2 separate regions of the Mus musculus genome follow, and region 2 is linked to region 1. The links are chromatin contacts, called in public promoter capture Hi-C maps. All regions are on one chromosome and are shown on one strand. The core of a region is the stretch at or near the end of the contact, and the rest is flanking DNA. Distances in the headings are between cores, read along the strand shown.

Region 1 (6,708 bases), core at 3,558-6,057:
AGTTTGTGGAGAACAGGTTATAGTCTTGGCAACAGTCTGGGTTGTTTTGGGGTTCCCATGGGATCTTCTTTGGCAAACAACTCATCTAGATGTAACCAGATCCTGTACTGGAAGCTTCATTTGGTGACAAGAGATAGCCTGTTGGGGCTCTGTCCCCTGTGATGGTGATTCCTAGTTGTCAACTTGACTATATCTGGAATGAACTACAATCTAGAAATGGATGGCACATCTGTGATCCAGATCTTGAGTTTGGAAACACAGACTTTTGATCTAGGTCTTGAGGCATACTGTCCATGAAATTCTTAGGCCCAGGCAAGGTGGTACATGCCTTTAATCCCAGGAGATAGAGGCAAGCAGATCCCCGAGTTCAAGGCCATCCTGGGACAGAGCAAGTTTCAAGGAACACACCTTTAATCTGGCCCATACCTTCGGCTGGAGGACTACACAAGAAGGAAAGCTTGCTTCTTTCTTGGCCTGCTTGTAGTTATTTCCAGCACATCTGTTGAAACTTACTTCGTCAGGATTCCAGGGTATACAGAAGATGAGCTGAAATACCCAGCCTCGTGGGACTTCCCATTCACCGCTGCCCATCGTTGGGTTAGTTGGATTGCAACCTGTAAATCATTCCAGTAATTTCCTTTAATATATAGAGACATTTCATAAGTTGTGTGACTCTAGAGAACCTAAGACAGTCTCCCCCGTTATTTGGTGCTTTCATTTATATCACCTTCATATATGTCTATATTTTAGGAAGCTTTTACTGATTCAGTTTCCATGTTACCTCTCAAATGGCCCTCAGTTTTGGCTTTCTCACCCACATTCCCTCATGCATTCTCATCTTCCTCTCCCCACTTTTATCTTCCTATCCCAGCCCCAACCCCACCTGTAACTATCTGTTCTCTTTTTTTTACCTAATGAGATCTAGGAGGAGGAGCTAGCTGAGAGTTCTATATCTTGATCTGAACGCTGCTAGAGGAAGACTGGCTCCCAGGCAGCTAGGTGAAGGGTCTTAAAGCTCACCCCCATAGAGATACATTTCCTCCAACAAGGCCACAACTGCTCCAACAAGGCCATACCTCCTAATAGGACCAAAAATATTCAATCCACCACACCTACCCTCTAGTTCTATGGATTGTAGTTTTGTTACATACCAATATCTACATCTAATACATGACATATTTGTCTTTCTGGGTCTGGAATACCTAACCCAGGATGATTTTCTCTAGTTCTATTTACCTGCGAATTTCATGATTTCATTTTTTTAACAGCTGAGTAAAACTCTATTGTGTAAATGTACCACATTTTCTTATCCATTCTTCTGTTGAAAGATATCCAGATTGTTTCCAATATTTGGCTTTTATGAATTGAGTAGCAATGAACATGGTTTAGCAAGTGTCTCTGTGGTAGCATGAAGCGTCCTTTGCATGTACATCCAAGAGTGGTGTGAAGGTTATTCTTGGTTGTCAACTTGACTACGTCTAGAATTAACTAAAGCCCAAATGACTAGGCATACCTGTGATTTTTTTTTCCCTTTTGGTTTTCTTTGAGACAGGGATTCTTCGTGTAGCTCTGGTTATCCTGGAACCCATTCTCTAGACCAGGCTGACCTCAAACTCAGAGATCGGCCTGCCTCTGCCTCTGAAATGCTAGGATTACACTACTTGCCTGAATTGTTTTAGTAATTAAATCATTTGGAGTGAGACGATCCACCTTTAATCTGGACCACACCTGCTGAGAAGTTTTTGATATTTGCCTCATTGCTCTTGCCATTGCTACCAGGACTATTCCTTACTGGCATTAGAGCCCACATCTTCAGGATTTCAGCATTCTGAAGACCAGTTGAGACATGTACTGGATTCTTGCCTGAACCTTCCATTCATAGGCAGATATTGTTGGATTAGTTGGACCACAGCCTGAAAGTCATTCTAAAAAATAATAGTCTTCTATCTATCTATCTATCTATCTATCTATCTATCTATCTATCTATCTATCTATCAACTTTGGGCTTGGCATGGACTTTTGAAACAACCACAAGCCAAAGTACAATATTTACTGGAATTGTGCATTTAATCAAAATACAGGAGCTTTACAAAATGTCATGCTAATAGTAACAGTTTGAGATAATTTAATGCTAGGAAATTGTGACTCCAGCAATGTGTAAAATCTGTAATTAGCACACACCTTTGATCCCAGGACTCAGGAGGCAGAGGCAGGCAGATCTGAGTTTGAGGCTAGCCTGGTCTACAGAGTGAGTTCCAGGACAGCCAGGGTTGCACAGAGAAACCCTGTCTCAACTCTCTTCATCCCCAAATCTGTAATTGATTATCATCCACAAGAATACCCCCAAGTAATTCAGTGGTAATTAAATGAAATTTAGTAACTTTAAAAGTTAATATTAAATGATCGATGTTGTTGGAACTGACAACGGACTGCATAGATGTTGATGATGAATACTGAAGATATAGTGTTATATCATCTTAGATGAACGTTTAATTTGAGGGACCCATGAGATGACTCAGCTGGGTAAGGTGTCTATCACTAAGCCTGAAGACTAGATTTCCATTGCTGAGACTCAAATGGTAGAAATGCCTTGTATTGAAACAGCTTTAAAGTATTTTATCCTACCAGTGTTGCTGTGTTATGTGGTTTATTACAGCGTGACAACAGAACATTTTATATACTAACCTCTGCAAACTGCAAAGCAAAGTAGAAGCAAATCATGACCACATTAAGAACTTTAAGAATCGCAGGATGATTGCTTAAAGTGACTTCACAGGCATGTAGTATTTCATGTTTGCTACTATTGAGTGATATGTAGTTTTTGTACTGTTTGATCCTGTTACAACAATTGAATGTGATTTATGTATACTAAAAATTATCATTTAAAGAACTAGGGACTGCAGATGGCACAGTGGTTAACAGGGCTTTCTGCTCTTTCTGTGATTGAGGTTCTGTCTCCATCACCCTTTTCAGGCAGCTCATGGCCCCCTGTAGTTTTAGCTCCAGGGGATCCAGTTCTCTTTATTGGCCTTTGTAGGGCATGTTCACATGCACTTGCAGGCATACACACAGAGATTTAAAAAATAAATAAAAAACGTAAGTTACGCCGGGCGTGGTGGCACACGCCTTTAATCCCAGCACTCGGGAGGCAGAGGCAGGCGAATTTCTGAGTTTGAGGCCAGCCTGGTCTACAAAGTGAGTTCCAGGACAGCCAGGGCTACACAGAGAAACCCTGTCTCAAAAAAACCAAAAAAAAAAAAAAAAAAAAAAAGCGAAAAACGTAAGTTAGGAATGGTGGCACAGTTTGGAAGAAGCAGAAAGAGAAGGAGAAGGAGGAGAAGGAGAAGGAGAAGGAAGAAGAAGAACAACAACAAACATCATACATACATACATATTAAAAAAAAAAAAACCTTGTTAGTGTTTTAGGGCTTCTATTGTGGCAGGGAAACACCATAACCAAAAAGCAAGTTGGGGAAGGAAGGGGTTAGGGCTTACTCTTCCATATTACCGCTCTTGCCTAAGGAAGTAAAGGCAGGGACTCAAACAGGACAGGAACCTGGAGGCAGGAGCTCATGGCTTGCCCAACCTACTTTCTTATGACAGCCTAGGACCACCAGTCCAGGATGGCACCATGCATAATTGGCTGGGCCCTCCCCTGTCAATCACTAATGATATGCCTTGCAGGACTGCCTACAACCTGACCTTATGGGGCATTTTCTTAATTGAGATTCCTTCCACTCAGGAGACCTGTGCCAAGTTGACATAAAACTATCGAACACAGTTAGGAATGATGGCACGGCCTGTAACCCTAGTACTGATAATCCTGAATTCAAGGTCAGCTATATCACACAGTGAGACCCATTCAAAAACAAAAACAACACAAAATATGAACTTGTACTTTTCATATCTTCACACCCTCATTTAATTTTTGAAACTATTTTTCATAACTATCACCTAACCAGGTATCGGGCACTATATTAGGGAAGCCCCTCCAAAGATTAATCTGAGGTGCACAGTTTGGTCCGGAGGGACCCAACTTCCATCAAAGCAAAGAAATGGACAAAGGTGTAAGGAACATTCAGTTTGAAGAAGCCTAATCTAGACAAAATGCCAGGGCCTTCGACTCCAATCTTGCCACCTTGGCGGGAGACCTTTAAGTTCTTTGCCTAGCATGGCTGTCCACTCTGAGAGGCTCTACCAACAGCTGATTGAGAAAGAGGCAGATACTTACACCCAACCATTGTCGGACTGAGGTTAGAGACCCCTACGGTTGGATTAGAGGAAGGGTTGAAGGAGCTGAAGGGGAGGGTGACCCCATAGGAAGATCAGCAGTCTCAACCAACCCGGACCCCGGGGGGCTCCCAGAGGCTGAGCCAACAACCAGGCAGCATACATGGGCTGAGCCAAGTGCCACCCATTCCCCAGCCTCCTGGGACCTATGTAGCAGAGGTCTGCTTAGTCTGGCTTCAGTTGGAGAAGATGGGTCCAATTCCCAAGGGTCTTGAGGCCCCAATAATGGGGGATGGGGAGATAGATGATGGGGAGCAGAATGGTGTGAGGAACTGGGTGGGGGACCGGGAGGGGGGTAACGCCTGGAATGTAAATAAATAGTTAATTAAAAAATGTGTCAAAAAGAGAAAGAGAGAGAGGGGGGAGGGAGGGAGGGAGGAAGGAAGGAAGGAAGGAAAGAAGGAAAGAAAGAAAGACAGACAGACAGACAGAAGAAAGAAAGAAAGACAGACAGACAGACAGACAGACCACTGCACTTAGCTCCTGGATGGACAGAGGCGGGGCAAGCCTCGGGACTGAAGTGCGCACGCGCACGACCGGGAGAGACGCACGGGCGGCAGGCAGAAGCCGTGTCATGGCGTCATCATCGTGCGACCTATTTCCCGGAGACAGGCGTCCACGGTATTGAGGTATTGTGCAGAACCGCGTTCGGGTGCTTGTCGTGCTCCCGTCACAGTCTCTTTTCCCGCACCCCGGGATCACGTCCGTCCTGTGGCCGACTGGGAGGAGCCGAGCGGGACTGCTCGCTTCTAGCGTAGTCCCTGCAGTGGCGGCTCTCGGGCTTTGCTTTGGCCTTTAGTTTCTCTGTCAATACCGTCTTCATTTCGCTGCCACTGTTAACGTTGCCTTTCAGAGGTTGAAAAGCGACAAGTAAAACACCCAACGCCATCAGCTTCTAGCTGATTCCAAATCTAAACGGAGACAAAATGGAAGGTGGAAAAAGTAACTTTGCGTGCAGCCCTTCCTGTTCCGCCCAAGGTCGGAATGCTTGCGGTGGCAGTGTTAGCCCTTTTGAAACAAGGGTTTCCTTAATTTTACTTTTTCTTTTCCGAGACACAGTTTCTCAGTATAGCCCTGGCTGTCCTGGAACTCGATCTGTAGAACAGGCTGGCCTCGAACTCCGAGATCAGCCTCCCTCTCTTAGGTGTTAGGATTAAAGGCGTGGGAAACCGGGCCGGGCCGGCAGCTTTCTGCTGTAGCGGATTGTATTAAGAGGAATTTTTCAGTGTCATCTGGGAAAATTTCATCGTGGCTCAAATTTCTGTTGGAAGATAGCGTTAATGACTTAAAATGTGTTGACTACAATTTAGTTTTGGCTTGGAAAAGGTGTATTTGCCCTGGTGAGATGTCTGTGGTGTAATTATTAACCTGTTTGGACTAAGAGTAGACAGAACTAAGTATCAACGTTAGTTTTTATTTATAAATGACAGCTATCCTTATTGAACTTTAGAAAACTACTTCTGGATGGTGGAATTGATAGACTGAATTGTTTTGTTACAAGATAAGATGACAGTGTGAACAGTTTTTGTTGTTTTCTAGTAATAGAAGTGAAATTCCCAAATCAGAGATGTTGTGGATGCTTTCCGGTACCTATAGGGATGCAGTTTTCTCTTGTTTTTAACTTTGAAAAGTTCTATGGGTAAACAGTAGCACTTGTTTGCAAGCATTTGACTCTTCATGTATGGCTCTGAATAGTCTACAGTGGATTACCTCTTTGTTATTTCCACTTTCTTAAATAATAACTAATATTATGAACTAGTACTTTGAGCATTCTACTAATGGAGTATAGCTTTAAGAGTTTTATTGATATTTATTTTGTCTACATCACAACCTTATGTATTATTATTACTTTAGAGGTAATTGTAAAAACAAGCCCCACATTTTTGAGAAGATAGTTTTTGCTGCTTTCTTTCTTTCATTTTGAAAACATGTTGAAGTAAGCATTAAATTAGAAGTTGATTCTGGTGTGGCTCCAGTCTTAACAGGTCCTTGTAATTTATGTACTTTAAAATGTTTCTATTTATTCATGTGTTTGTGCTCATGTCTCTTTCTGTGTATTTGTCACATGTGTGTGGGTGTCAGCAGAGGCCAGAGGACCCAGTGGAGCTGGACTTACAGATGGTTGTGAGCTGCCCAAACTGGCTGCTGGAAACCAAGCTTGGGTTCTCTGGAAGATGAGAAGTGCTCTTAACTGCTGAGCCATCTCTCCAGCCTTGTAATTTATATAATTTTTATTGCTAGACTTTTGCACATGTATTTTTGTGTGTTTATGTGTGGTTTCATGCAGGTGTGTGTTCTCATGTGAGTGTATGTGCTTATGTGTGTACGTAGAAGCCCAGCGATGCTGTTTTTCTCTATTGTTCTCCACTTTGTTTATTGAGGCAGGGTTTCTTATTGAAGCTGGGAGTCATTGACTCC
Region 2 (5,880 bases), core at 3,035-5,534, 5.7 Mb after region 1:
TAATCTCAACACTCAACAGGCAGAAACAAACATTTCTATAAATTCAAGGTCAGCTTGGTCTACACAATGAAACCCTGTATAAAAAAGGGGTGGGGAGGGGCAACATGGAGTCTGGCAGGATAGAGATGGTTCTCTTATGACTACTGTTGTCACATCTTATCCATGACTCAGTCTGTAAGACACTGCAGTGGTGGGAACAGAGGAGTGGGAAAGACTACTTCCAGAGCCTGGCTGACAAAAACGACAGCTTCATTTCAACAAGGAAGACACTCCTGCTACATTCTCTGTTCCACCTCCTGAAGGGGCCAAGATCTTACCTGGCTCCAGTCCCCGGGGTCCTCCACACTCTGGTATGATGCAAGCACCCAACATGGGAGACACCTCCATGATGCCAGTAGCAGCCCCTCCTCCTGGGGTGATGCCTGTGGGACCTGTTCCTCCAATGAGGCCACCCATGAGAGACACATCCCCTTGGTGTCCAGGCCTCCAGTGATGAGATGGCACTGACCTGGCATGGCATGGCACAGGCAGGCAGACAGGTAAGAACAGGGGATCATCAGTTCCCTGCTTTTCTGTTTCAGACCATGGGGCTACACCGGAGTATTTTATAGTGGTATGACAAGCAAACTTCTCCCCATATCTAGCGTAGGGAAGAGTTTTGGCTAGGAGTAGAGAGACTTTTTTTTAAAGTAGTTTCATTTGTATCATGAACTGTGAAAATAAAATGAGTAGATTTTAGTTTAAAGGAAAAAAAATCTGGCAGAAAGAATGCCTTCTGTCCACAGTTTCTTCTGCTTGTAAATACTATGACACCCTTACATCATATATCTATGTATGTTCCCTTTTATTAAAGATGGATGGGCTAATGAGATGGCTCAGCAGGAAAGGACACTGCTGCCAAGCCTGACCATCTGGACTTGACTCCCCCCAAACCACCTGGTATTACAGACCATTAATCCCAGCACTTAGGAGACAGACGCAGTGGATCCTGTGAGTTCCAGGCCAGCCAAGATTACATAATGAGACCCTGTCTCAGAAACAAAAGCAATTCCATACAGTGGAAGAAGAGAAGGGATTCAGTGTGATCCTCTGACCTATGCACACAATAAATATATGTAATAAAACTTAAATAATAGGCATTCTCCACTTAAAAATCATTTTCACTTTATGTTTTTATAAGAACTAGAGACATCTGGGGCTCAAGAGATATTTCAGTGGCTAAGAGCATGCACTGGTCTCTCAGAGGACCTGAGTTCTGACCCTAGCAACCCACATCAGGCTACTCACAACTACCTGTAGCTCCAGTTCCAGGGAATCCACCACCTCTAGCCACTACAGGAACCTGCATTCACATGCACAGGCACACATAAATACATACAATTCAAGATGCCCTGTCTGCCCTCCAGGGTGTTGGCACATCTGGCTACCCTGACACTACTTTACCACAAGTGACTCCTCCCATTGCATGAGGCAATTCCAGTCAATTTCTGTGAAGTAATTGCATTTTTTTTCTCGTATTCAAATATTGTAAGAAAAATTAGGTAGTGGTGTTGCCTTTGATCTCAGCATTGGGAGCCACAGGCAGGTGGATCTTCAAGGCCAGCCTGATCTATAGTGTAAGCTCCAGGATAGCCAGGGCTACATACAGACCTGTCTTGAGAACATGATAAAATAAATGTAATAAATAAAAGAATAAGGATTTTTAGTAGCAAGTTAAAATTTAACAGGAACTTTAAATAGTGTGGTTTTAGGCTGTTTAGACAGTTGAAACTACACAGTGAAACACTGTCTTGAAAACCAACAAAAAAGTAGACACATTAAATTTGCCGCCTCATCTGTGTGCGCTTGGATGTAAGAGATCAACAGCAAGCGTCCTCAGTGGTACTCCCACTTACATGTAAATGGGTACATGTGCTGTGGGGGCAAGAAGTTGAATTCAGGCATCCTGCTTTACCACTCTCCAGCTTTTTCTTTAAAAAAAAAAAAAAAAAGTGATTGTGTAGGCCAGGGGATAAGTTGCCACAGTTAATTCTCTCTTTCTCCCATGTGGGTTCCAGGGACTTCGATTGTCAAGCTTAACAGCAAGTGGCTTCACCTGCTAAGCTCTCGCTGGCCCGCAACCCTATTTTTAAATTCTAGCACAAGGTCTCACGGAACCCAGAGCTCACTAATTGGCTAGGCTGGCCGACTGGCCAGTGAAGTCTAAACATCTGCCTTTTTCCACCTCACAAATGCCGGGTTCCAAACATGCCTGTCATTTATCTGAGAACCGGGATCCAACTCAGGGCTTCCTACTCTCACGGCAAGCGTTTTCCTAGGGAGTTGCCTCCCTCACCATCCACTTCACCTTTTAAAGGTGTATTGATTTTTATTTTATGTGTATGAGTGGCCTGCCTGCATATATATAAGTGCACTGTATGAGTAGCTGAGGCCATGAAGACCAGAAGGTGCTAGATCTAGAACTGGAGTGACAGACTAGAGTAAGCTGCCACATGGCTTGTAATCAGAATTAATACAGTGGTCATTAGCCACATATGGCCACTTTAACCATTTCGAATGTGGCTAGTTGCAACTAAAATGTTTTAAATGTAAAATGCACATCATATTTTAAAGACTTTGTGAAGGAGCTGGAGAGATGGCTCAGCAGTTAAGTGTACTGGCCATTCTTTCAGAGAATTCAGATTCAATTCCCAGCATCCCCATGACAGATCACCACTGTCTGTAACGCCAGCATCAGAAGTTCCAACACATTCAGAGATACACATGCAGGCAAAACTTCAATACACAGAAAATAAAGACTTTGTGAAAACAATACATTGAATAGTAATTACATAAATGATAGATACCTTGAATACACTTTAGTTATAACAGCTTACCCAAGGGGAAAAAAAAAAAAAAGTCACAGGAACCAGCTGCCAGCTGGGCAGATAGCTCAATTAGGGCCTGGTTCTGATTCTCCAGCACCCATGAAAAGGCTGGGCATGGTCCCCTATTTCTGTAACCCAAGCTCTGGGAGAGCAAATACAAGCAGATCTCTTGAGTTCTTGGCTGCTCTAGCCAGTCAGTGAGACTGGATTCCAGGTACAGTGAGAGAGAGACTCTGTCTGGAAAGATAGGTAGAGAGTGATAGTGCAAGGTATCCCCCCACACGCCACCCCCCACACAGAGTGAGATAGTGCAAGGTACCCCACCCCATGCCACCCACACACACAGAGGTCACAGCAGGAGATGGTGGTAGCTGCTTGAAATTCTAACACTTGGGAAGTGGAAGGTGGATCAACTACACGTGAGTTCAAGGCTAGTCTGGGCTACAAGAGATCCTATCTCAAACCCCAGGTGGAATGGGGGACTGGAGAGACTGCTTAGAAGAGCCCTAATAATGCTCTTGAGGAAGACCCGGGTTTCCAGCACCCATGTGGTGGCCTATAACCGTTCCAACCACCAGTGCACATGCAGGCACCGCACCCATACACATAAAATAAAAATAAATCTTTTTAGTTAATTTCACCTGTTATGTTGCCCTCTAATAGTTTTCATGAGACAGTCTGATGTATACTTCGTTCCATTTGGAAATCATAGAGTCGACTGCTTTAATGGTGTTTACTCCAGTTAATCAATCCTTTATCTCACCAACCACCTCATGCTAACGCTCCCCAACTTCCACAACCCAGGAAAGCTGGCAAGCACGCTCTCGCTCTCTTTAAACAAGGGTCTCACCACATTGCCCTGACTGCCCTGGAACTCTGTGCAACAGGCTGGCCTCGAACTCACACAACTCTCTGCCAGCCTCTGCCTCTCCAAGTGCACAGATTAAAGGAGTGCACTACAACGCCCGGTGCAACATCAAAGTCCGAGGCGAAAAAAACTCGAAACTTATCTATACTACAGACACAGAAAGTCTTGAGGGAGAGAAAAAAAAATCAATGTTTTCACCGTTATGTGTCCCTAAAACAAGGGCGCAACAGAGCGACCTCCACGGCTCAGGAGGGTCGCTGAGCGCCCAAAGACAGCAGCACCCGAGGCTGGGGGCGGGCCTGAGGCTGCGAGGAGGGCAGGGCTGCTCGGCGGAACCACCGTACCTTGAGAAGTCCTCTCATCTTCGCCAGGAAGGGGCGGAACTCCTCCGGTGGCACTTCCGGATAGAGTTGGCTGTGCAGCAGCTCCTCCGTGACACCCGAGTGTCCGTGAAAGGCGTTCTGCGCTAGGCCGCTCAGCAGCCCGCTCAGGGACTTGCCACCCTCCAGATCGCCCGCCATGGCTAAGGAGGGCCTGCCGCCCAGCGGCTGAGCTCCGGTCCGCTACGGGGGCCGAGAAGGGCCATAAAAGCTGGCAAAGGCAGCCACGGAACGCGATGCCGGGTTCCTCCACTAGTCGATATAAACAGTTCTCTCGTTTGCTCTGCCACACACATCCACTACTTCCACCACAGCCAAATCCACTCAGTTTCCTTTAGAGTCACTGTGTTTTTGTTGTTTCCTTCTTCACTCCGATGTGCAAATGCGCACTCAAAGGAACGATCGCTGGCTGGAGATACCTAACTGTAACTCCGTAAGAATGCCACCTTAATTCTTCGATGGCTGTATCTCATTCTACAGCTTGCAATTAAATGAGCAGTGCCTACTACTCAGTTCTAAGCTCTATAATCTTTTCCCCACGCCCCCCAAATGTAGCTACTTCATGAGGACATGATCTCTTTGCTTGCATTAATTCCTTTGTGTATACCCGTACGTTGTCTTTCTAGCCATTATCAGTAGTCTGGTCTCCATTTCTATAACCACTATTTTTCAAAGCCTTATTTTCATTCTTAAAGTGGAATCGCATTAGTAAATACTTATCTACATAATTACCCAAAAAAAAACCCTTACTTATATTCAGCTATAATAAGCGTGTAGCATGATACTATAATATAGGTGAACCTTTAAAATGTGCTAAATGAGGGCTGGACAGATTCAATGGTTAAGAATGTATACTATTCCTGTAGCGGACCAAAGTTCAGTTTCCAGCACTCGCTTTAGGCGACTTACAACCTCCTGTAACTCCAACCTCAGAAATTGAAAGCTTCCACCAGCAATGTACTCATGTGCACAGACAGGCCTACATAATTAAAAAGAAAAAAAGAAAAAAAATGCGTGAAACGAATGAAGCCAGACATGAAAGACAACTGGACAATCTTATTTACTGCTAAATTAAGCAAATCCATACAAAAATCCAGTTGTCAAGGACTGAAGGAGGGAAGAATAGGAAATGACATAATGGGTACAAAGTCTGTTTTCAGATGATGAAAATGCCTATGAGCAGCCACTGGTGATAACTACACGGCTTTGTCCTTTACCAAAGCACAGTGAATTGTATACACTAAAAGACAGTTTTGCAATATGTAAATTAGCTCCCAATTGGAAAAATTAGTATAAGCTAATTGTAATTTAAAATAAAAACCCGGGCATAGTGGCACACACCTTTAATCCCTGCACTCAGGAGGCAGAGGCAGGCAGTTTTCTGAGTTCGAGGCCAGCCTGGTCTACAAGGTGAGTTCCAGGACAGCCAGGGCTATACAGAGAAACCCTGTCTCAAAAAGACCAAAATAAATAAATAAAAATAGCATACTGGGTTTTAATCCCTGAACTTGGGAGGCAGAGGCATTCTCTGAGTGTGAGGCCAGCCTGGATTACACAGAGAAACCTTGTCTTGAAAAACCAAAAAAAAAAAAAAAAAAAATTAAAATAAAGGAAAATGGTATAATAGACTATGAACTGCAGTGTGTTTAAGCACAGCTATGTCACTGGTGAGGAGGCATGCAAGGCAGCCAAATGCCTCCATCTTTTTTTAAGGAGATGTGTTTGGAACTGTGGCTCCATAAAAGATGTGGATTTGAGGTTTGGG

What was found. Promoter capture Hi-C pulls out the DNA fragments that hold promoters and counts their contacts.
Region 2: a contact with region 1 is called in a promoter capture Hi-C map of liver, with 5 times the contacts expected there. The contact joins the promoter of Commd1 here to the promoter of C1d in region 1. A contact is called at or near these places in 1 of 39 promoter capture datasets (liver) and 1 of 484 Hi-C or Micro-C datasets (CD4 T cells).

The regions. Positions count from the first base shown.
Region 1 is chr11:17,252,740-17,259,447 of GRCm38.p6, forward strand. C1d (C1D nuclear receptor co-repressor) reads left to right here and starts at 4,808. Exons shown (of 5, transcript NM_020558.4): 1 at 4,808-4,919.
Region 2 is chr11:22,978,000-22,983,879 of GRCm38.p6, forward strand. It overlaps Commd1 (COMM domain containing 1), which reads right to left and starts at 4,285. Exons shown (of 3, transcript NM_144514.2): 1 at 4,080-4,285. The coding sequence starts at 4,256.